Linked DNA regions of Mus musculus: region 2 is linked to region 1. A link is a contact called in public HiChIP or PLAC-seq data. All regions are on one chromosome and are shown on one strand. Each heading gives the region's core, a stretch centred on a gene start, on an enhancer-like site or on the middle of the called end of the contact. The rest is flanking DNA. Distances are from core to core; before and after follow the strand shown.

Region 1 (4,459 bases), core at 1,257-3,756:
CTCTTCTGAGCCGTGCTTCGACCTGGAACCTTGAGGCTGAGCCCCTGTGAGCTCCCCGAGGCTGCATGCTACGGAGATAACTAAGAGACTAGTGATGGATTCCACCTCCATCACTTGCTAGCTCTGTCTGTAAACAACTGTCAAGTTGTGAGAATTAAATCATCTGCAGATGAACAGCTCCTTGTGTATATAACTGCCAGCTAACCCTGCTAAACATGTTGTGCTTCAGTTAAATTGTAGCTCTGCAAAGACAAATGATGCTATTGTCTGGTACAGAGGAAACTCCAAATGGCAGTCTAAATACGCATCCACAAACCAGCTGGGTTCCCCACCCCCACCCCCAAATTCCCTCCAGCTCACAGGCTTCCCTCCCCACAGCTATCCATCCTCACTAGAGCCCTGCTATTCTATGTTCTCTGCCTCTACTATCTTTTTTTTTTTTAAGTAAAGTCCCATGCTAAAATGGTAGAAGACATACTGTAGGCCCAAAATACCATCAAATATAAGAATAAAGTAGTTACTCTGCTTTTGGTTATATGGGAAACCACATTTTTTTGTTAAAAGTCTAAGAAGTAATTCTGAGACTCCTTTAGATTATAATTCTTCCCTTCTGAAAACAAAGTTAGAATAAGCATGAAGTTATAGAGAGGCAAGTGCATGTGTTCTTAAATGAAACTGTCAAGTCTTGTGATAGAAATGACTTATAAAGGCAGATGTACTGGGTCAGGCTTTTTGAACTTGACTAACTTTAACAACCACCTGAAATATCTATAAAAAGTACAGACTCCCAGGTCACTAATCCAGACTTCCTGAACTAGGGTCTCCACGATCAAGAGGACTGAGAGTGGTCTTGTTTTGATTTTCTTTTCCTTTCAAAAGTGTTCATACCTGTGTATGAAGGTAGGTATGAGGTACAACCTGCAATTGTAGCACTTGGAAGTCTGAGGCAGATCTGTGAGTTCGATGCCAGCCTGGTCTACATAGCAAGATTTGGTTCCTCTAACCTACCATAACCACCCCACCCCCACCCCCAGAAAGAAATGTGGATAATTGTTATGAGAGACAGTTTTAGATAAGGGAAGTTTAGACAATATACTTCCATTTTAACTTTTTTTAACATTTATTTGTGTGTGCCTCTCGGTGTTGGTTTCTTTAAAAAGCACAGAAATATTATAAGAAGATGTTTTCATTTTAATCCCAGGTTTGGTATATAGGAATCCTTCAGACTGTCCGCAGCATCTGACTATGATTTGCCTCGTGCTCTAGCAGGGCATGATTTTTTTTTTTTTTTTTTACCAGCTGCTGATGGTTTCTGCAATTGTGTGACGTTTGGAATTCTGGGGACTTTTCAGCGGCTACATAAATCCTAGGGCACCGAGAAGTGTGGTGGGTTGTGGGCTGTTTGTTGTTGGTGGAGGTTTGTTAAGTAGTTGTGCACAAAGAAGAAACAAGAGTAAGAAGAAATTAGCCTGATAGTAAAGATAAAATTTGTCCCAAGGGACTGGATGTTTCTGATCAGCAGGAAGTAGTCCAATGACAATGTGGCCTCCTTTCTGATCCCTGACTTGATTCAGGGATCGCTTCTCTTTCTTCTCTCTTACCTAGTGTTAGTGGATTGAAAGGGTAGAAAAGGGGTGGAGAAGGGTGGAAGAGAACCCACCAAGTAGCCAAAGACCGGTTACAGCACCATATACCCTTACCCATTGAGATGAGCTCCTTCACTGACCCAACCATACACTTTATTTTGGACGTTTCAATTGGATCTCTGTAGACAAAATATTTATTCCAACCTTTTATATTTCTTTGCCTTATTTCTATAACATTCCAGGCCCGAGGACTTGCGCCGTGAGTTTGGCCGATATGGCCCCATAGTAGACGTTTATATCCCATTGGACTTCTACAGTCGCCGCCCCAGAGGATTTGCTTATGTTCAATATCCTTCATTTTATGTGTGCATGCAAATATACTGCATCCTGGGCTTATATATATGTACTCAGGAGTGAATGAGCTCAGCATTGTCTAATTAAATGTGTTTATTTCTTTATCTCAGAAAATAAATCTAAGACAGCCCACAGCAGCTGGTGAGCACCTCCCTAGTTTGAATCTACCTGTTAGCTAAATGTAAGCCTAGCAGTCCAAACAAAAGGTACCTAAGTTCAAGTAGCAAGGAGCAAAGAGGACGGGTAGGCACCATGTAAGACCTGGAAGAATGAAGCCTTTATCAAGCAGCAAACAAAGCAATCTTTGAGACCAGCTGTGTTTGCACAGAGTTCTGGAGACAAACCCAAGTCAGATTTTTATTGGTTCTACATCTCTTATAAAGTCCACTTTGCAAGTCCCAAAGGGTAAAGATCTCGGTTCAAAATGTTGTGTTGCTGAGGTCATTGCCAGTCTCCTTTTATGTGCATTTTTGACCTTCCTTGTTTGTTTATTTGCTACTGTAAGAAAACTAGTAAACAGGGCCCAGCATGGTGGCTCGTACCTTTAATCCCAATGTTTGGAAAGCAAAGTTCAATGACAGCACGGTCCACAGAAGGAGCTCCAGGCCAGCCAGAGCTACAAAATGAGACCCTGTCCGAGAGAGAGAGAGAGAGAGAGAGAGAGAGAGAGAGAGAGAGAGAGAGAGAGAGAGAGCTGGTAAACGGCCTCCGAAGTACAGCTATTTACATTTTCACACAGCTACTATCCACTATAGTAAGGCTTGCAGTCATGTGCTTTAGATTAGCAAGTTCAGTGGAGCATTTCAAATCAATATATGTGATTCCAGATGTTTGCACATTGTTTTTGAATGAAAAATGAGGTCATAACTGTTCCTAGGTGTGGCCGAGGACAAGTTTTGTTGTAGATAAGAGAGAGAAAACAGCTAGAGGCACCTGGAAGGGTCCAGATTGGACTGAGCCATGGCAGGAGGAGGATGGACCAGGAGCCAAGAGGCCAAGAGCACCAGGAGAGCATGGAGCCAAAATGGCTGGGTTATATAGGGAAGAGAAGCTGGGGCCAGGCAAGGGAAGTCCAGCACTGATTCGGGTAGGATGTTCCAGTGGTCAGCCAGGATGACTCTGCAGCACATACTCAAAACGCTGTGATTGGTGGCAGCCCCCACTTTGATATGCTAATAGGCACCCCACTTAGCCATTTGTCTCCGGTTTCTTTGAACCTCAACAGTTCGTTTTTTTTTCCTGTTACTTTATACTTACATCCCATGTAGTAACACATAGGGGATTGTTTAAAGCAGTAAGTTTAAAAGTGGACACCATCATTAAAGACCAAAGTAGTCTGCTGGCTTACCTTACTTTTCTTTTTTTCAATTTTTTTATTAGATATTTTCTTCATTTACATTTCAAATGCTATCCTGAAAGTACCCTATACCCTACTCCCGACGCCCACGCCCTGCTCCCCTACCTACACACTCCCACTTCTTGGCCCTGGCGGTCCCCTGTACTAAGTACCCAAGGAGCTTAAGGGGTCTGCAACCCTATAGGTGGAACAACAATATGAACTAACCAGTACCCCCGGAGCTCATGTCTCTAGGTGCATATGTAGCAGAAGATGGCCTAGTCGGCCATCACTGGGAAGAGAGGCCCCTTGGTCTTGCCTTACTTCTACTGCTGCAGTTTTGTTTAGGAGTCACTTCTCCTAAATTTCATAACTAAACTTTTAATGACAGAGACTTTTGCTTGCAGAATAAGAGCTTCTGCTTGCTGATCTGTCCACGGAGAACTTGATGGATCCTTACTCTGAAAAGCCCTAAAAGTTCATCCTATAATGCCGGCTAACTTGGGATTAATTGTTTCTTCTCATGCTTTAAATTATGCTGCTATATTGTGTCTACTGTTTATTTTATATTCATGTTTCTAATCAAAAGAGGGCATTTGTTTTCATAGTAAAATACAAAATCTTTTTTGGTCATTCATATTAAAGCCACAACTTGGTTTTCTTGCTGACTAAATTTCACATGTAAATAATATCCTAGAAGTGCTTTTATTTACCCTCTGATGTCCAAAGTGTCCTTAACCACTGGTCACGTTTGAAGATGTTCGGGATGCTGAAGACGCACTTTACAACCTCAACAGGAAGTGGGTATGTGGCCGGCAAATTGAAATACAGTTTGCACAAGGTGATCGCAAAAGTAAGTGCACATGACCATTAGAGCTTGCTTACTTAGCGGAATGAGCTTCGGCAGCAATAGCTTTGCTTTAGAGTTCTTCGGAAAGTGATACGGACGGAGTGGCAGCCCCCGTGGTTTTCAGGTAGTGAACTGTTAGAAGCCTTGTTCTTCATATTCCAGCACCAGGCCAAATGAAGTCAAAAGAACGCCACCTGTGCTCCCCGAGTGACCACAGGAGATCCAGAAGCCCCAGCCAGAGGAGATCGCGCAGCCGGAGTTCTTCATGGGGAAGAGACCGGAGGCACTCGGACAGCCTGAAAGAGTAAGTACCAAGAGGAACAGTGGGCAGCC
Region 2 (4,827 bases), core at 127-2,626, 66 kb after region 1:
AGGTTGTGAGGGGATCTGGCTTGATAATCCCCCAAGGAGTTCCACTACCCAAAGGGCCTGATGACACACTGGGTAGAGTTGGCTAGAATATATGTAGTTTTTTTCTCCTACCATCTCAATAATTCAGGAAAGCACCCCCTTAGAGAAGAACCCCCATAGAGATGTATTTTCTGTTTCATATGGTTCCAGAAAGGTATAGAGACTCTCTCTCTCTATGCCCTGTCTCCAGAGTCTTCCTTCCCAGTCTACACAGCCAGCAACACCTTCCATGACTACAGCGATATCTGAAATGCTCACCCACATTACAGAAGCGATTAGATAACAATCTCTTTGGTTGCAGAGCAGTCCTGGGGATGCATTTGAACACAGTGCCGCAGGCTCCTCTCTGAGACTTGGCACTGCAGCTTACTGATCACCTCTTAGGAAGCCCTGCGTCTGCAATTGGGTCACCTCAACCATTTTGTATTAACTCTTAGTTTGCTGTATATGGTGAACGTACCGACCGCAAAGCTGACTCCTTACCCTATGATATCTCACCAAATATATGCTCACTTCCCCATTTTGATTGACTTTAGGCGAATGGTAGAATGAAACTTTAAATACAGACCCAGGGTCCCCAACAAATGGTGTGAAATGACGGTGTTATAACAGGAAGGGTAAAATCATTCCAACACGGCAACCGTAAACCTCACCACCACGACATGCCCTCAGTGAGTTCAGATGACCCAGTCCTGCCCTTACCATTGGTGTCTTTCTGTAACTTCCTTCCTATTTACAGTCCCCAGGCAGAAAAACTTACAATGCAACACACAACAAAAACAAAGCAAACTCACCAGGAACCACCTCTCCGGGAGCTTGCTGATCCTGCTAAGACTTAGTGTGGTGAGACTTCTCTGATTGAATCTACACCCAATCAGTCACCAGCAATGAGAAGAAACTCAGACTTAGTCGGTCTGGGTACCAGGGATTTAAAACACTGCAGCTCACTCTCATGGGTAGCCAGGACTGCACCCCAAACCAAAACTTCCTCACATGAATCCACATTGGAACAACTACAATAATATATTTTGAAATCTCTTTCTTACCTCAGCCCAAAATGATTATGATGTGGTTTAAAAAAATTACTTGTTGCAGCAGGAACCCCACTGAAGGGAGAATGCTTGTCTGTCAAGCTGGCCACGGCCCATCTGGGGCTGAGAAAGTCAGTGTAGAAGCAAATTCAGGTACATTTTATCATTCTGGTTTCGGTTTGTCAGGCAACAAGGGGCAGATTTTACAGAAAAATAATTCTTAGAAAACCCCTGATTGGTTGGGGTAGTGTTTCTAGGAGGCTGATTGGACCAAGACTGTTTCCAGGCAGTGGATTGGTCGAGTGGCTGTTTCCAGGCTGTCTAGCCAGTGGATTGCATGGTCTCCAAGGGTTACTCAGACCACAGTGTGCTAACAGGTCTTTAAAGCTTGTGTTTTGGAATAGTAATTTCCCCTATTACAAAAGCGTATTGAAGAAAATGCCAGCACTCTAAGAACACCTCGCAGGGACACTGCCCATTTCTAAAGTGCATCTTCCCTAAGGGCTGCGAGTACTCTCTGATGCAGAAGCTTCCTAAAAGGATTTTTTATTCACAGCTCAAGGGAGTGGCTTGGGCTATTCCATAGAAAACTGGGGGGCTTTTAAAAAGGTAGCCATAGGCCACAGAGTATAGTTCAACTGGTGGCTTGTTTTCTAGCTTCTCTTTCTACTTCTTAAGTACGTAAAGCCATTCTTATTTGATATTGGAAGGAAAACTTGCAAGAAAAATGTAGATTGGGCATGTTAGTTCAAGACTAATCCCAGCACTTAGGAAGTGAAGACAGGAAGGTAAGAAATTCAAGTGTGGTCTCTGGTATGTAACAAAGCTTAGCCTGGGTGGCATGAAACCTTATCTCAACAAACACAAAGAAAACGGGGGCTCCAGGCTATCCTAGTGGGGACAGTGCTTGCTATGCAAGTGTGAGGACCTGGGATTTTAATCAGTGAAGAGATCAAATTCCCAACACTGATGTAGAGATAGTTTATTCAATTCTTAGTTTAGAAAAGCATCTCCCATGTTCAATATTAGCTACTAACCTCTTATATGAGGAAGCTGCAAGAGGGCGGGGAGATGGCTCAGCAGTTAAGAGCACTTGCTGCTCTTTCAGAGGTCCTGAGTTCAATTCTAAGCAGCCTCACGGTGAATCTCGACCATCTATAAAGGGATTTGATGCCCTCTTCTGGCATGCAGGTGTGCAAACACTCAGACATTTTAAAAAAAAAAAGTATCACTAGTTTGAGAGAGAGAGAGAGAGAGAGAGAGAGAGAGAGAGAGAGAGAGAGAGAGAGAGCGTGCTTCAGGACTGAGGCAGGAGGGTCAGGATTTCTAGGTCATCCTTAGCTATATAAAGGGCATTTGAAACCAACATGGCTTACCTACCTGAGACTCTGTCTTCAGAGAAATAAGTGAAATGCAGAATTTCAGGTCCACGCCAAACCTATTGAATTAGATTTTACATTTAATGACCTCGCCAGGTGATGTTGTGCCTTTCAAGTTTCAGGGGCAAAGTTAAAACCTTGGGCCCCGAAAGGTTAATTTTTTCCCCCTTAAAATCTAATATACATATAGAGTCCAAGCTAGCCTGATTCCAGGTCTTCCTGCTCGAGCCTCTGGAGTACTGAGCTTACAGGCACGCACTGCATTACCTGGCAGTCTTCAGCTAGGTGTGACAGATGGTAGAATGCTTGAGCTGTGTGGGTGATATGGTGATAGGACACTGTGGTTGTAGAGGCTGGAGCAGGAGATCCTCCTGGATCTATAGTAAGTCTAAGTAACTATATAGGCTTGGATGTAGGTCAGATGATAGCATGTTTGCCTTATAACGTACAGAGTTCTGGGTTTTGTTTGCCTCTGTCCCCAGAGGCGAACAAAATGAGATGTGATAGAAAGCGCCTATAATTCCAGCACTCAAGTAGAATAGGGACCATCAGGAGTTCACGTTCATCCTTGGGTACTCAGGGAGTTTGAGGCCACCCTGGGACACGTGAGACTCGGTCGCAAACAAACACAAAACTTGCAAACCAGAAATCAATGAATGAAAGAAGTCCTGGTTGAGAGTCAATAAATCTGTAGTTTTGTAAAGTTGTATGTGATGGCACACACCTATAATACCAACATTTGAGGGGGGAGGGGAGGAGGAGGAGCAGGAGCAGGAGGAGAAGCAGGAGGAGGAGGAGGAGGAGAAGGAGGAGGAGCAGGAGGAGCAGGAGCAGGAGCAGGAGGAGGAGAGCAGAAGCAGGAGCAGGAGCAGGAGGAGCAGGAGCAGGAGCAGGAGCAGGAGGAGCAGGAGCAGGAGGAGCAGGAGCAGGAGGAGCAGGAGCAGGAGCAGGAGCAGGAGCAGGAGCAGGAGGAGCAGGAGCAGGAGGAGCAGGAGGAGGAGCAGGAGCAGGAGCAGGAGCGAGTTCTAGGTCAGCCTGGGAGACAGAGCCAGACCCTTCTTTTCTCAACAGGAAAGAAAACATCTGAAACCCATAAGTGACAGAGCTGGGGTACGATGAAGCTGTCCTGGCAGATTGCAGTTTTTCATATTCTCCCTGAACTGAGAAACCCGATTCTCTCAAAGTCTACAGGGTCCCATATCTATTAAGCATAGCTGTGCACACCAGCAATAATTGGTGTGAAAACTGTCTTATCTCAACTGAAAGGGAAATCAGCAGCCCATTGAAATCGGTTGAACATCATTGAAAACAGTTGAACTAAGTTTTTTATGGCACACAGAAGCTGATAATTATTATCTGTGAAAGGCACAGCAGTGCTTAGAGAGCCCCCTCCCTCCCATCATCATTACACCTTTGTAATGAGGTTACCGACATGAGCTGGACAGCCAGAGTACCGGAATAGTCACGGCTACTTAATCGAGGTAGGTCAGGCTGGCCTCTGCTACTATGAATCTGGTGGTGGAGCCAAATCCAACATTAGGAGTGGAGCTGAATTCAAGAAAACTTGACCAGACCTCATTTCTTTTGAGTCGCAAATCAATGAGGTGGATTCCCTGGGCTGTAGCGCCACCTGGTGGAAAAACATTAGGTGTAGCATTATTCCGATTTCATGGACGGAAAAAACGGAAAATAAAGTTTATTTTTTCACCCGATTCTATCTAACTCCTCAGTAGTCGGTGTATACAGTTTGGTTATTTGCGATACTTAAGGCTGATGATGGAGTTAGTTGGTAGAGGACTTCCCTCAAATGTGTGGTGACTTGGGTATATTGCCAGGCACTGCATAACCCATACAAGGTTGTCCACTTGGAAGATACAGGCAGGAGAAGTTCAAGGGCATCTTCTGGTTACATAGATGATTTGACGTCAGACTGGGATTCATAAGATTCTTTGTTTTAAAAGAAAGCAATAATTGCATCACTGAGTCCATTCTGTCTTTTTTTTAATATTTATTTATTGTTATATATAAGTACACTGTAGCTGTCTTCAGACATCCCAGAAGAGCGCGTTAGATCTCATTACAGATGGTTGTGAGCCACCATGTGGTTGCTGGGATTTGAACTCAGGTCCTTCAGAAGAGCAGTCAGTGCTTTTAATTGCTGAGCCATCTCTCCAGCCCCCATTCTGTCTTCCAGTCCTGAGAGAACGAATGTCTCAGAAAATTGAGTGCCATTTGTACTTATCTAATGCTGCATTTGTGTTCTCTTGCACGGGCTTTGCTGTTGTTAAAAGATTTTTCGAGATAGGGTTTCTCTTTATAGCCCTGACTGTCCTGGAACTCACTCTGTAGACCAGGCTGGCCTGGAAATCCGCCTGCCT

The links. HiChIP or PLAC-seq counts read pairs in DNA pulled down with a chosen protein or histone mark.
Region 2: a contact with region 1 is called in an H3K4me3 HiChIP or PLAC-seq map of craniofacial prominence, with 2.3 times the contacts expected there. The contact joins two enhancer-like sites. A contact is called at or near these places in 9 of 39 promoter capture datasets (the HPC-7 cell line, cranial neural crest, embryonic stem cells and 4 more), 4 of 15 datasets of contacts at CTCF or cohesin (CD8 T cells, embryonic stem cells and pro-B cells), 74 of 484 Hi-C or Micro-C datasets (the AML12 cell line, B cells, the Ba/F3 cell line and 40 more), 10 of 115 datasets of contacts at active chromatin or transcription factors (CD8 T cells, bone marrow-derived dendritic cells, craniofacial prominence and 4 more) and 2 of 9 other capture datasets (adipose tissue and liver).

Annotation. Positions count from the first base shown.
Region 1 is chr4:33,221,740-33,226,198 of GRCm38.p6, forward strand. It overlaps Srsf12 (serine and arginine-rich splicing factor 12), which reads left to right. Exons shown (of 5, transcript NM_001372518.1): 2 at 1,829-1,933; 3 at 4,026-4,129; 4 at 4,289-4,430. Among named protein-coding and RNA genes, the nearest start is that of Srsf12, 15 kb to the left of the region's middle. Within about 2 kb of position 2,507, at least 14 of the 459 cell types and tissues checked have an H3K27ac peak or open chromatin away from gene starts, as enhancers often do. A contact at or near this core is called in craniofacial prominence and hepatocytes, where this site is marked.
Region 2 is chr4:33,288,910-33,293,736 of GRCm38.p6, forward strand. No RefSeq gene overlaps it. Among named protein-coding and RNA genes, the nearest start is that of Rngtt, 19 kb to the right of the region's middle. Within about 2 kb of position 1,377, at least 183 of the 459 cell types and tissues checked have an H3K27ac peak or open chromatin away from gene starts, as enhancers often do. A contact at or near this core is called in craniofacial prominence and hepatocytes, where this site is marked.